Regions from separate parts of the Mus musculus genome. Here all the other regions are linked to region 2. Evidence: chromatin contacts called from public HiChIP or PLAC-seq and promoter capture Hi-C data. All regions are on one chromosome and are shown on one strand. Each heading gives the region's core, a stretch centred on a gene start, on an enhancer-like site or on the middle of the called end of the contact. The rest is flanking DNA. Distances are from core to core; before and after follow the strand shown. Region 1 holds the start of Preb (prolactin regulatory element binding). Region 2 holds the start of Ift172 (intraflagellar transport 172). Region 3 holds the start of Tmem214 (transmembrane protein 214). Region 4 overlaps Gm46907 (a long non-coding RNA gene).

The links. HiChIP or PLAC-seq counts read pairs in DNA pulled down with a chosen protein or histone mark. Capture Hi-C pulls out chosen DNA fragments and counts their contacts.
Region 1: a contact with region 2 is called in a promoter capture Hi-C map of pancreatic islet. The contact joins the promoter of Preb here to the promoter of Ift172 in region 2. A contact is called at or near these places in 3 of 39 promoter capture datasets (erythroid cells, liver and pre-B cells), 3 of 484 Hi-C or Micro-C datasets (CD4 T cells, CD8 T cells and liver), 1 of 115 datasets of contacts at active chromatin or transcription factors (memory CD8 T cells) and 3 of 9 other capture datasets (adipose tissue, liver and pancreatic islet).
Region 3: a promoter capture Hi-C map of pancreatic islet shows a contact between it and region 2. The contact joins the promoter of Tmem214 here to the promoter of Ift172 in region 2. A contact is called at or near these places in 2 of 39 promoter capture datasets (hematopoietic stem and progenitor cells and pre-B cells) and 1 of 9 other capture datasets (pancreatic islet).
Region 4: an H3K4me3 HiChIP or PLAC-seq map of bone marrow-derived macrophages shows a contact between it and region 2, with 9 times the contacts expected there. The contact joins the enhancer-like site here to the promoter of Ift172 in region 2.

What each region holds. Positions count from the first base shown.
Region 1 is chr5:30,958,897-30,961,596 of GRCm38.p6, forward strand. Preb (prolactin regulatory element binding) reads right to left here and starts at 1,431. Exons shown (of 9, transcript NM_016703.3): 1 at 1,075-1,431; 2 at 327-516; 3 at 1-40. The coding sequence starts at 1,209.
Region 2 is chr5:31,289,731-31,292,430 of GRCm38.p6, forward strand. Ift172 (intraflagellar transport 172) reads right to left here and starts at 1,384. Exons shown (of 48, transcript NM_026298.5): 1 at 1,244-1,384. The coding sequence starts at 1,282. Fndc4 (fibronectin type III domain containing 4) reads right to left here. Exons shown (of 7, transcript NM_022424.6): 7 at 2,512-2,700.
Region 3 is chr5:30,868,252-30,870,951 of GRCm38.p6, forward strand. It overlaps Tmem214 (transmembrane protein 214), which reads left to right and starts at 1,328. Exons shown (of 17, transcript NM_144525.4): 1 at 1,328-1,567; 2 at 2,338-2,537. The coding sequence starts at 1,417.
Region 4 is chr5:30,804,965-30,807,664 of GRCm38.p6, forward strand. All of the region lies in intron 1 of Gm46907 (a long non-coding RNA gene), which reads right to left. Among named protein-coding and RNA genes, the nearest start is that of Gm46907, 8.4 kb to the right of the region's middle. Within about 2 kb of position 1,332, at least 6 of the 459 cell types and tissues checked have an H3K27ac peak or open chromatin away from gene starts, as enhancers often do. A contact at or near this core is called in bone marrow-derived macrophages, where this site is marked.

The sequences.
Region 1 (2,700 bases), core at 181-2,680, 330 kb before region 2:
GGAGCCCCCTTTCTCTGTCGAGGTCCCTGCTCCTTGGAACCTGCAACACAAACAATTTGCCAGGAACCAGATTCCTTTGTTGTTGTTTTTTAAGACAGGGATTTGCTAGGCACCCCAGGCTAGCCTTAAATATCCTCTTGCCTCCACTCCTAAGCTCTGAGACTACAGCTGTGCACCACCTCCCTCAGATGGACCTGAGCATCTGTATTAACTAACACCAGTCCTCTAGTGACCCAAGTACAGACTTCAATGTGACCACTGCCCCACACCTAATCTCTCGTTTTTGGAGACCAAGAATTAGAGCGACTTTTTCCAAAGCTCTTCACCTGACTTCTCCGCTTTACTGCCCTTCTGTTGATGGACCTGGAAACGAAGAAGCTGACACTGGGCATCCTGTCCGGCAGCAAGAATGTCACCAGCAAGCGCCAAATTCATGGTGGCCCGTGTCTCCGTGTCATGAGAGTGCAGCAAGGAAGCGCTCAGGCACCCGTTGATCAGCTCTAGCTGCAGAAAATGCTGTGAGGGAACCAAAGTGGGCAAAGGTCAGGCCAGCCCGGAAGTCACATTAAATCCTAGTCTCTCTCAGTTGTACTTTTGCTTCCCGCACCTCCAGCTCTTATTTTTTGTTTTTTTTTGTTTTTTTGTTTCTTTGGTTGTTGTTGCTGTTGCTTAGAGCTGTATTCTCTTACTGGAGCTTCTTAATTCATACAGCAAGCAGGGTTTAGATTACTAGGTCCAGTTTACAGAAAGAAAAGAATTCCGTCTCCAGCTGCTTGAAGATGGACAAGACAATGTGCCTTCCTGGAAAAGGCCAGCGTATGAGCCCTGGACCAGCTCTCGTAATCCGGCGTGGACAGTCCTGGATTCGCAGACCTGCACAGCTTTCAGTCTAATTTTGGCTGTCTCAACCACTCTGCTCAGGTGAAACCAGCACCCGAACGGCAATCCTGGGTGCTCCCGCTAGAAATGGGTAGGGACTAAATCAGGGGTACTGCTCACCTCTGCATCCCCCGGCCACCCTGGAATCTCCCTGGGCCACGGTATAACCTGTTCTCAGTGGCCCTGCGTTCTCACCACGCCATTCTTTATGCCGGTCTTGGCAGCTCCTCCTCCGCCCGCAGCGATGAGCAGCCCAGTCTTGGGGTCTATCCGAAGCGCGTACAACGGGAACGGGGCCCGGTACAGCTCCACACCCCGGCGCCGACCCATCCCGCCCGCACGTTCACCGCCAACCCCGCGGAACCCACGACATGCCGCGCCTCGCCTCCGAAAGCTCAGGAACTTGGCGCTAGAGTTTTCCGGAAGACTGCCGACCCCTCTCAGCACTGGACTTGCCACCACTCAAACCACCGCAAGCAGCCGATCTGCGCCCGCGCGGCCGACTGGGTCTTGCAGGCGTTCAGTGCGCACGCGCCGAGCTCCTGGGCTCTCTCTGCGCAAGCGCAAGACGCCAATCCGCGTCAGCACTAGCGGGACGCGCTGTCACGGAACCCTGGCGTCGGATCCGGGTCCTAGCCCCGAATGACGATGAAGCTGCCATCTTTGTGTGGGGCGTGGGAGGTGGGGCTAGAAGAGATTACTGAAGATCAGTAAATCGAATTAAAAAGTTCTCGGACTGGGACAGTCCCCACTTCAGGAGAGATACACAGCAGACTCGTACAAGCCGGGCCTTTGTGTGTTACTCCAGGGAGGAAATGGGTTCTCCCGGGTTGTGTGGAGGACAGACACTCCAAAACAGATTCACTGCTTCCTAATATCCTAATATGAAGAAATCAGTCCCCACTTTGAGAGCATCCTCCGCGGTTGATTGGACTCTTTCTTATGGCTTGACATCCACTTCTGGAACATCGAACTCATGGGACTGGCAAGACTTGAGACTAGGCACAAAAACCCACAAAATCCCAGATAAACCGGGCTATTTGGTTACCCTACTATTTAAGTGTTTTTGGAACATGTTCACATTATAGAGATGTAAGGACCATTATTTGAATATGGTTTATATTTTAGTATTTGATGTCTTTTGCGATTCATAATGAGCCCCAGTCAACCATACATGAATTTATACTACCATGGTGTCTTTTGGACCCATATGCAGCTGAACAAACCACGTGATTAGAAGAAGCCAATTTTAGGCCCATTTACTAGCCTTCAGGGAGGAGAGAGGAACTTGACACTGAATTCAGTCACCAGTGGCCAGTATGTGCCCATATGATGAAATATTTGTTTTTAAAACAACCCTAGACAATAGGGATCAATGAGCTCCTGGGTTGGTGGTCTCATGTAGGTGCTGGATGGATGGATGGTGTGCCCAGAGAGGGCAAGGAAGTACTGCATTCTTCACCCTTTATCCTCCATGTACCTTGCCCTACACATCTCTTCCCTTCTGCTAATTCTGAGTTCTATTCTTTATGCTAGAAGAGAAATCCTAAGGAAGATGGAAGTGAGCTCTGTGTGCTGTTCTGACAACTTACCAGACTGACAGAGGAAGTCACAGGGACTTCTGCTTCCCAGCCTGTTATTTAGAAGTACAGATAGATGGTCAGGACTCAAAGCTGGAGACACTGGAAACGATCCTTTAGGATCAGTCCCTTTGATTTATGGGATCTATCCAGTGTGAACACCTGTGGGTGGGTGGTGTTAGAAATTTCGTTCCATTGTTGGACAGATACCTAGTTGGTGTCTTAGAATTGGAGATGTGTC
Region 2 (2,700 bases), core at 134-2,633:
ACCTGGCTCTGAAGAGGATGCTGGAGATCTGAACTCAGTTTCCCACGCTGGTGATGAGTCATTTCCCCCATAGCCAACCTTCTTATCTGTGTTGTGTTAGCCTGTCCTTTCACTTTGGAATGCCTTTCTCTCTTGTCAATCATCCTTCTTATGGCTTTCCAGTTTTCTTATGCTCTTTAAAACTTTTTCCTTACATTTTGAGTGGGGTGGGACAACTTGCACAAGCTGGCTCTTTCCTTCCACTGTGTGGGTCACAGGGCTCAAACTCAGGAGGTCAGGCTTAGTGGCAAGTACCTTAGCCAGTGAGCCAGCTCACAGGCCTTTCCTCTTCCTCTTCCTCTCCCCTCCCCCCTCTCTCTCTCCTACCCTCCCCTTCCCTTCCCTCCTCTCTCCCTTTTCCCCTTCCCCCTCCCCTTTTCTCCCCTCCCCTTTCCTTCCCTTCTCTCCCTTCCCCTACCCCCTCTCCTAAGAGTCTCAAGTAGCCCAGGCTGGCCTTGAACTCTCCACGTAGCTAAGAATGGCCTTGCATTCCTGATCCTCCTACCTCCACAATTGCTGAGATTACTAGCCTGGGCTACCAAGGCTTATAAGATTCTGTTCTGTGTAGAACTTTATTTAACATTCTCCTAAGTCGCTTACAGTTGCTCTCCCTGCGCCTTTTCTTTACCAGATGAAGAAGCTAGTGATAGAATGATTGCGTATGGTGATGGTTAAAGCCAGAAATACCATTTGGTCAAGTCAGTGTTGGAGCTAAGCTAAGACAGAGACTCTGTCCTCTTCACGCCCAAACCAAACATAATCTTCGTTTATGTCTCTGGGCTCCTCCTCCAGCGCCCACCCAGCCTCTTCTGCTTCTGAGGAGACACACTTTCACAATCCAAAAGAGGGTTCAGCTTCTGCTCTACCTTTTTTTAGGGTTTATATCTAAAGTGCTCATTTCATCCTGTGTAGACTTATGAAGGTTGACTATATATGCGCCTCTCCTTCCAAAAAGAGCCTTGACGCGTAATGCGGGTGATCCCGGAGAGCCTAAGCTTGGGGCCTGGCACTCAACTGATGTAATGTCATGCAAAGAAAGCTTAGAGTCGTTAGTGATGCATGTCGCCTGCTGAAAGAGCTTTCACGGTCTTCTGAACAAAGTAGACGCTCAAAAAGTATGAACTTATGTTCCCTTACTTTTTTTTTTTTTTTTTTTTTTGAACGCCTGGTGGCCTGGGAATGGAAGAGGCATGCGATTCCTCACCTGAGGGCTCAGCAGGGTCCTCAGGTGCTTCAACTGCATGACGTACACCGGTCTCGGATGCTCACTGACCGAGACAACTCCCGTGGTTACCTGGACAACCCGCCAAGCATCGGCGGCGCTAACCGCTGACGCACAGGCAACGTGAGTGCGACATACGTCATAAGGTCACGTAGTGGGTTCGCGACGGAGCGAACAGGACGTGCGCAAGCGCAGTGAGTCCTAAGGCGGGCCCATAAGAGGGGTTGTGGAATTCTCTCCGCGACCAATCCTGTGGCTGCATGCAAACCTAACGCAAACCTCCGCCCACAAGTCTTCGGTCCTCTCCGGATTCTACGTCACCATATCCTTACGTTTTCTTATTGTCCTACCCGGCCAGATGTGCTTTAGTTGCTTAAACTCTGGAGGAGAGCAAGGCAGGTGCTACGAGAGGCAAAAGACAATTCGCGGAGCTGAAATCTTCACGTCATCCCAAAACTTAGGTGACTTGCGGGAGGCCACTCAATACTGACAGATAACAGTGAAAGCTCAAGGATATACTTGGCACTGTGTTTGAATTCAGCAGCGGTACAGACCCATTTTACCCAACAGGAGGCAGATTAAAGGAGTTACTCGCCAAAGTTAAAACAGCTTGTAAAGGGTGGAACCGGCATTTAACCCACAGCTAATAACCTTTTAATTCCCGTAAGAAGGCTCAACTCTCCTCAACTCATTGTCTCCATGCCCAACTTCTCTACTCTGAAACACAGTCTCAGGAAATTATCCAGGATATGGTGGATATATTGGAAGCACTGGCTAGGGAAAGAAAAGGCACCCTGTTTGGTCATTGAGTTCAAGGCAGATTCCTGAAACCCAGATGTCTCTATGGGACAGTGCAGGAGGCAGACCAGAGCTTGGTTCCCCTCCTAGTTTAGAGCTGCATGACACCTGTGGTTGTGATTAGTTAAGCAAAAAAAGATACCATCTTCTTTGGGATCCTTTCAATAATTTTTGTTCTTGTTTCTCCCAAAAGATCAAGAGACAGAATGAAATGCAGAAACGTTAGTCATAGGCCTTCTCTAAATGACCCAAGGTGGGCAAGCCCTATCCCCCCCTAAAAGCATAGCATATGCCCCCCAGGCAAATGCTGGGCCCAAAGCCTTGAGCGCACTGCAGTTGCCAATGGTAACGAGTATTTCTCTTCCTGCCACCACATCCCTCTAGAAAATTAAGAATCAGAAGGGGACAGATTCCCTTTTTTCACAGGTAACAAATAGGTCCCAGAACTCAAATTATACTTTTTTTGATAGGGGCATCCAAACCCCTCAGCTTTATTTCTAGAATCCTCTGGATATGTTAGAGTATAAATATAAACTCATTTATGGATTACAATTATTATTAACTTTGAATGAACAAAGACATAGATGAAAAAGAAAACAAAGACGAGGCACTGGTGTGCCCGGGGTGAGAACACATGGCAC
Region 3 (2,700 bases), core at 78-2,577, 420 kb before region 2:
CAGATACCTTCCTTGCCAAATACATTCCATCTCAGAACCCCTAAGACAGGCAGCTATGGCTGGGCCTAAAGGGGATGGAGGACACCAGAAGGCTGCAAGGGTTGGTCATCCCTCACCTGCCTTCTTTCTCTGTGACCCATCCTTCACACAGGCCTGGGTGCTGTTTTTTAAGGGTCATGTCACCTTTTCCCTCTCCAGTTTCTAGAGTCTAGAGAATAAACTCCAGATTTGGCGGTCATGATCCTTTTCCAATTGTATGAAGTCATGTCGAACTACTTTCAGTTTTGTTATATAGTCTACCACTCTAGACCTTTGCCTAAATTAATAAAGCCATACGATTGAAGCAGTCTCTCCACAAGCCATGATCCCCAACCAATGAAAATTCTCCCTTCCTGGGAGTCATCTCAACTGCCACCTGTTTCAGAAACCACTTCCCTCCCTCTCCTAGGGCTTCAAGCATCCTTCAGCTGAATAATTTACCCTGTAAGAAAAGTGGACCACTCCTTGTCAGTGATGGTTTATGTCTTTAATCCCAGCACTCAGGAGGCAGAGGCAGTCAGATCTCTTGAGTTCAAGGCCAGCCTGGTTACAGGGAGAGTACCAGGACAGCCAGCTCTACACAAAGAAACCCTGTCTAAAAAAAAGTAACCAAGGAGGTTTGGGGGGGATAATGTGTACAGCAGTGCGGGAGCATGAGTTCCACACAAGCACACTAAGCAACATATTTCCTTAAATGTGATATTTTCATTGCTGTTTTATCATTCATCATGCTCCCTAGCTGGGATCATTCAAGTTTTGTAGGCCGTCTAGGGTCGGGACCTTGCTGTGTGATTCTTTCAGTCTAGGGCTGAACATCTGGAACATGGCATGAGCCAGAGCCTGTCCTTTCCTGGCTGCCTCCAAAGGGATCATGGCCTGGCTGCCCCAGACTTTTCTCGCCCTGCCATTGAGCTACTCTACTAAGTTTTCTCAGTCTTTCTGCCGCTCTACTTTTCTCCCCCAAGTCTGCATCGTCCCACTCCTCGGCAATTAAGTTTGTTGGCCGCCAAATACGAAGTTTAATTGCTAACAGACTACTACTTTCTAAGAAGTAAGAACACATTTATTCCTCAAATTCTCCCGAGGTGAGAACTATTTTCATTCCATCCTTCAGGAGCATTGCAAAGATAAGAAAAAAGGGAACAGTCCCATTTCCATGCGGGTCAGAGGCGAGCCCGCCCGCAGGTGCAGGGTAGGGATTTTTGCGCCCCAGGGGCGGAACCTGGCCGCCGCCATCACTCCCCAGGCGCTCGGCGCGGCGCCGTGGCGCGAACGGACTACGAATCCCAGGGTGCCTTGCGGCGGCGGAGGCAGCAGACGTGGCACCGCGCGGAGGTTGTCCGGGGCCGAAAGCCGGGAGGTGGTGGAGCTGAAGTCATGGCGGCCAGATCAGCGGGTAGCGGTGGCTGGGAGGTGGTGAAGAGGGGCCGGCGACCTGGAGCAAGCAGCGGTGGGCGAGGCGGCGGCGGTGGCAGTGACCGCCGGGCGCTCGGGGAGGCAAATGGAGTGTTGAAATACGACCTGAGCTGTGAGTATCCGCCGCCGCCCACCTGGGCCTGTGGGGCAGGGGCACGGCGGACAGCTGCGGGAGCCGGGAGCCGATCCTCGGGAGCCCGGCCACGGTGACTCAGGGACAGCACGAGGAGAGGTGGTCATCTCCGCTGCATAGGTCGGAAGCGGAGGTCCAGAGAAGCCGATTTTCGAGTCTGAGGAGACTGGAATTCCGATCTCTATCTGTCCAAGCCTTTGCACACAACCCTCTCAGCTGCCCCGGCCCTCACTGGCCAGGTGTCTGAGCCACGGAGCAGAGGCATCTGGGATCCTACATGGAGCCCCTTCTTATATAACCAGCAGGTGTGAGAGGAGTGGATGAGAAGGCCAGCACTGGGATGAATAGCCCGACATATTCTCCAACCAGGAGTTAATTTCAGTGTCACCTGTCCCCACAATCTCCAGAGAGGGAGAAAAATTTTGCCACTTGTTGAGTATATAGAGTTGTCATCTCAGAACTAAGAAGAATTGGGGGTGGAGGCCGTGCTGGAAAAAGTGTGGTCTAGTTCCCATATACTTTAATTGTTTAATAAAGAACTGGGAGGGCCTGGGACCTGACTGTGGTGGTTGAAATCAGCCACCCGGAGGGCTCTTTCCTGTTTTTCTAAGCTGCTTCCAAGGAAGAGAGGGCTTGGGCCAGAATCTCCCTCTAAATGACTTAGGTGCCTCTACAAAGAAGAGACCACTGTACAGTGGGATCTGGGGTCTTAAGGGTGGCCTGCTGTTTTCTACCTGTCTTCATTCCAGCACCAATCCAGACTACAAGCACTCTTTATGAGCGTGGCTTTGAGAAAATCATGAAACGGCAGAATAAAGAGCAAGTTCCACCCCCTGCTGCAGAGTCTAAGAAACCGATAAACAAGAAGCAACCAAAGAAGGTGACAGCTGTTCCTAGCCAAAACCAGAAACAGGGCCCATTCCGACGCCTGGAGGACGCACTGAAAGCGGTAAGTGTGCCTAGGCTTGGGGACTGAGAAAATGGGGACTTGGGACACTCAGGGGTGTTCCAGACAATATGGAGATGTGGAAGGAAAGAATGCGTGCACTTAGAATAGAAAGAATGTTGGTATTTGTCAGAAACATAGGTGAGCAGGAAGATGGAAATCCCAA
Region 4 (2,700 bases), core at 82-2,581, 480 kb before region 2:
GGTGGAGAGCTGGCTTTAAAATTCATGTGGAACAACAGAGGACTCAGAAGAGTAAAGTCAGGAAAACCTTAAGGAGCTGGTGAAACCATCATGAATCTAGTCATGAAGACGGAGCCCCAGACAGCTCAACACCTCTCAGTAGGCCTCCCTCTCAAATATCCCTCCACACCCACCCCTCCAACCAACTCAACAGACTTTGGGAAACACACTCAGACCTTATCCAAACCCCGAAAACACATGGCAGGCATGAAGATAAGGGAGCACACACACACACACACACACACACACACACACACGTACACGCACATGCAGTCCCCTGCAGCTAGCAGTCTGCTAAAACAATGGCCTCTAAGGAGCATATGTTTCCCTGACCAGTCTCATGCTGGGGAAGTTAAAGCTGGAGACCTTTACATCACCCAGAGGGGGACTTGTCTTCTGGAAGGAGTCTGCACTATGCTGGCATTGACTCAGGACAGACTGAGAGCCAACGGCAGCAGTCAGCATTGGGTCAGTGAGGGCCAGAGCCACATCTTGTCCAGAAATGTGCAGTGAAGCACACCTCTTGCTCTCTACTTAACCTCATGTCAGTACTCAGACCATGGGCTTGGGCATACCATTGACCCTCCTTACCGGTTCTCCCAAGGGACATGCAGTATGAATCTTTTTCTGTCTGTTACTATTATTTGCCTGTGCAGGATGGTGGCCCAGCCTTGCTTGTTAGAGCTGCAAAGGCCCAGACTCTGACCCTAACAATAGCAATTTCAAGATAATTCAGTGGAGAAAAAGTTAAAACCAGTATTCTCAACAAATTGTGTTTAGACACATAGATATCCACATGCAAAACAAATTGGAATTGGAATTTGCCTCACAATCTGGAAAACGCATCCAAAATGGGTCAAAAATGTAAATCTAAGAGCTAGAGCTACAAATTTTTAGAAAAAAAAAAAAAGCATCAAGGTACATTTTTAGAGCTTTGATTAAGTATTGGATCCATACATATGATATCGAAAGCACACACATTACACACACACACACACACACACACACACACACACACACACACACATAATATCAAAAAGGGAGAAATGAGAGTCGAGGAGAATCTTCATGCCTTGGAGAATGGAAAGATCGACTGGAGAAGCAGAGGATTCTGGGAGAGGAAAGCACTCCAAGTTAACCTCCTTTGGCATGCCTTCATCCTTAGCTACAGCAGCAGCTGCCAGAAAGGTGTGTCTTCCCTTGCGCCATCCCTGTCCATCCTTAGCCAGACCCTCCTGGTCTACCAGGGCTTTTCCAGGTTGAGTAGGGTGGACTCCATTCATAGCACTACCCAGAATGACCACCAGATGGCGACGTAAACTCATCAGTGACTACATTGGCCTAAGCCACACACAGGCCACCATGAAGTGACCAGGTAAGACTCAAGGAAAAACAACATGTTTCTATGCTTGGCCCTGAACCCCAGAATGGCTTAAAGCAAGCAACCAGCACATGGATGAGGGACCACAGTCATTTTTCTCATAACTGGAACTCTCTTATGAGAGTTGAGTCTTTCACACTAATCTTCAAATAAATAAAACAGGACAGCCACTTAAATTTAAACTTCACATATAAATAACTATGTCAAAAAAAGTGTTTGTGGTATACTATGCTAAAAAGAAAAGAAGGACCAGAAATCCGCATTCAATAAAGATGTTATATATTCATGTAGCAGTTTATGTCTGGCAGGCTTACTGATCCTTCCACCATCCATTTAATAATTGCCCATATATCACGTCCTAGACCTGCATTAGCTAGTCCAAAAGTGAGCCAAGGACAGTGCCTATATCTAGAAGTGAGTTGAGGAAAAGACACCTTGACAAATGGTGGCAGTCAGAAGGCACGGCACGCATGGGACAGAGGGGGTGTGGATTGGACGCAGGCTGTAGTTCAGAACCCACTTCTTTGCAGCATCACCTCCCAGACAGAACCTACTTCTGATGTTCACTAGCCATGTGGGTTTGCTTAGGTGAACTATTAACACTTCTGGGCCTCTGATATGAATGGAAACTTCTACCACACTTACAGATGCCCAAGGAGCACTGTCTGCTTGGCCCAAGGTGTGGCAATATTAGCAGGTGTGGCCTTGCTGGAGGAAGTGGGCACTGTGGGGTTAGGCTCTGAGACCCTCCTCCTGCCTGCCTGAAAGACAATGCTCTCCTGTTTGCCTTCAGTACAAGATGTAGAACTCTCAGCTCCTCCAGTGCCCTGCCTGCCTGGACACTGCCATCCTTTCTACTATGATGATACTGGACTGAACCTCTAAACCTGTAAGCCAGCCCCTTTTAAATATTGTCCTTGATAAGAATTGTCTTGGTCATGGTGTCTCTTTACAGCAATGGAAATCCTAACTAAGACAAGTCTTACTTTCAAAATCACATGGTTTTATATCTACTTCACATGTCCAGTCATTTCAGTGTAAAAGATATCATTAGCAGTGGTGGCACATGCCTTTAATCCCAGCACTCAGGAAGCAGAGTCAGGCACAGCTCTGAGTTCAAGGACAGCCTGGTCCTGCACAGAGAGTTCCAGGTTTTTTTACACACCTGTCTTGAAACGAACAAACAAATAAGCAAAAGATATTGTTGTTCTTACTCCCTAAACAAAACAAAAACCTGGAAAATGTATCCATTCTATAGCTCTTCCACCCTATGTAATTAT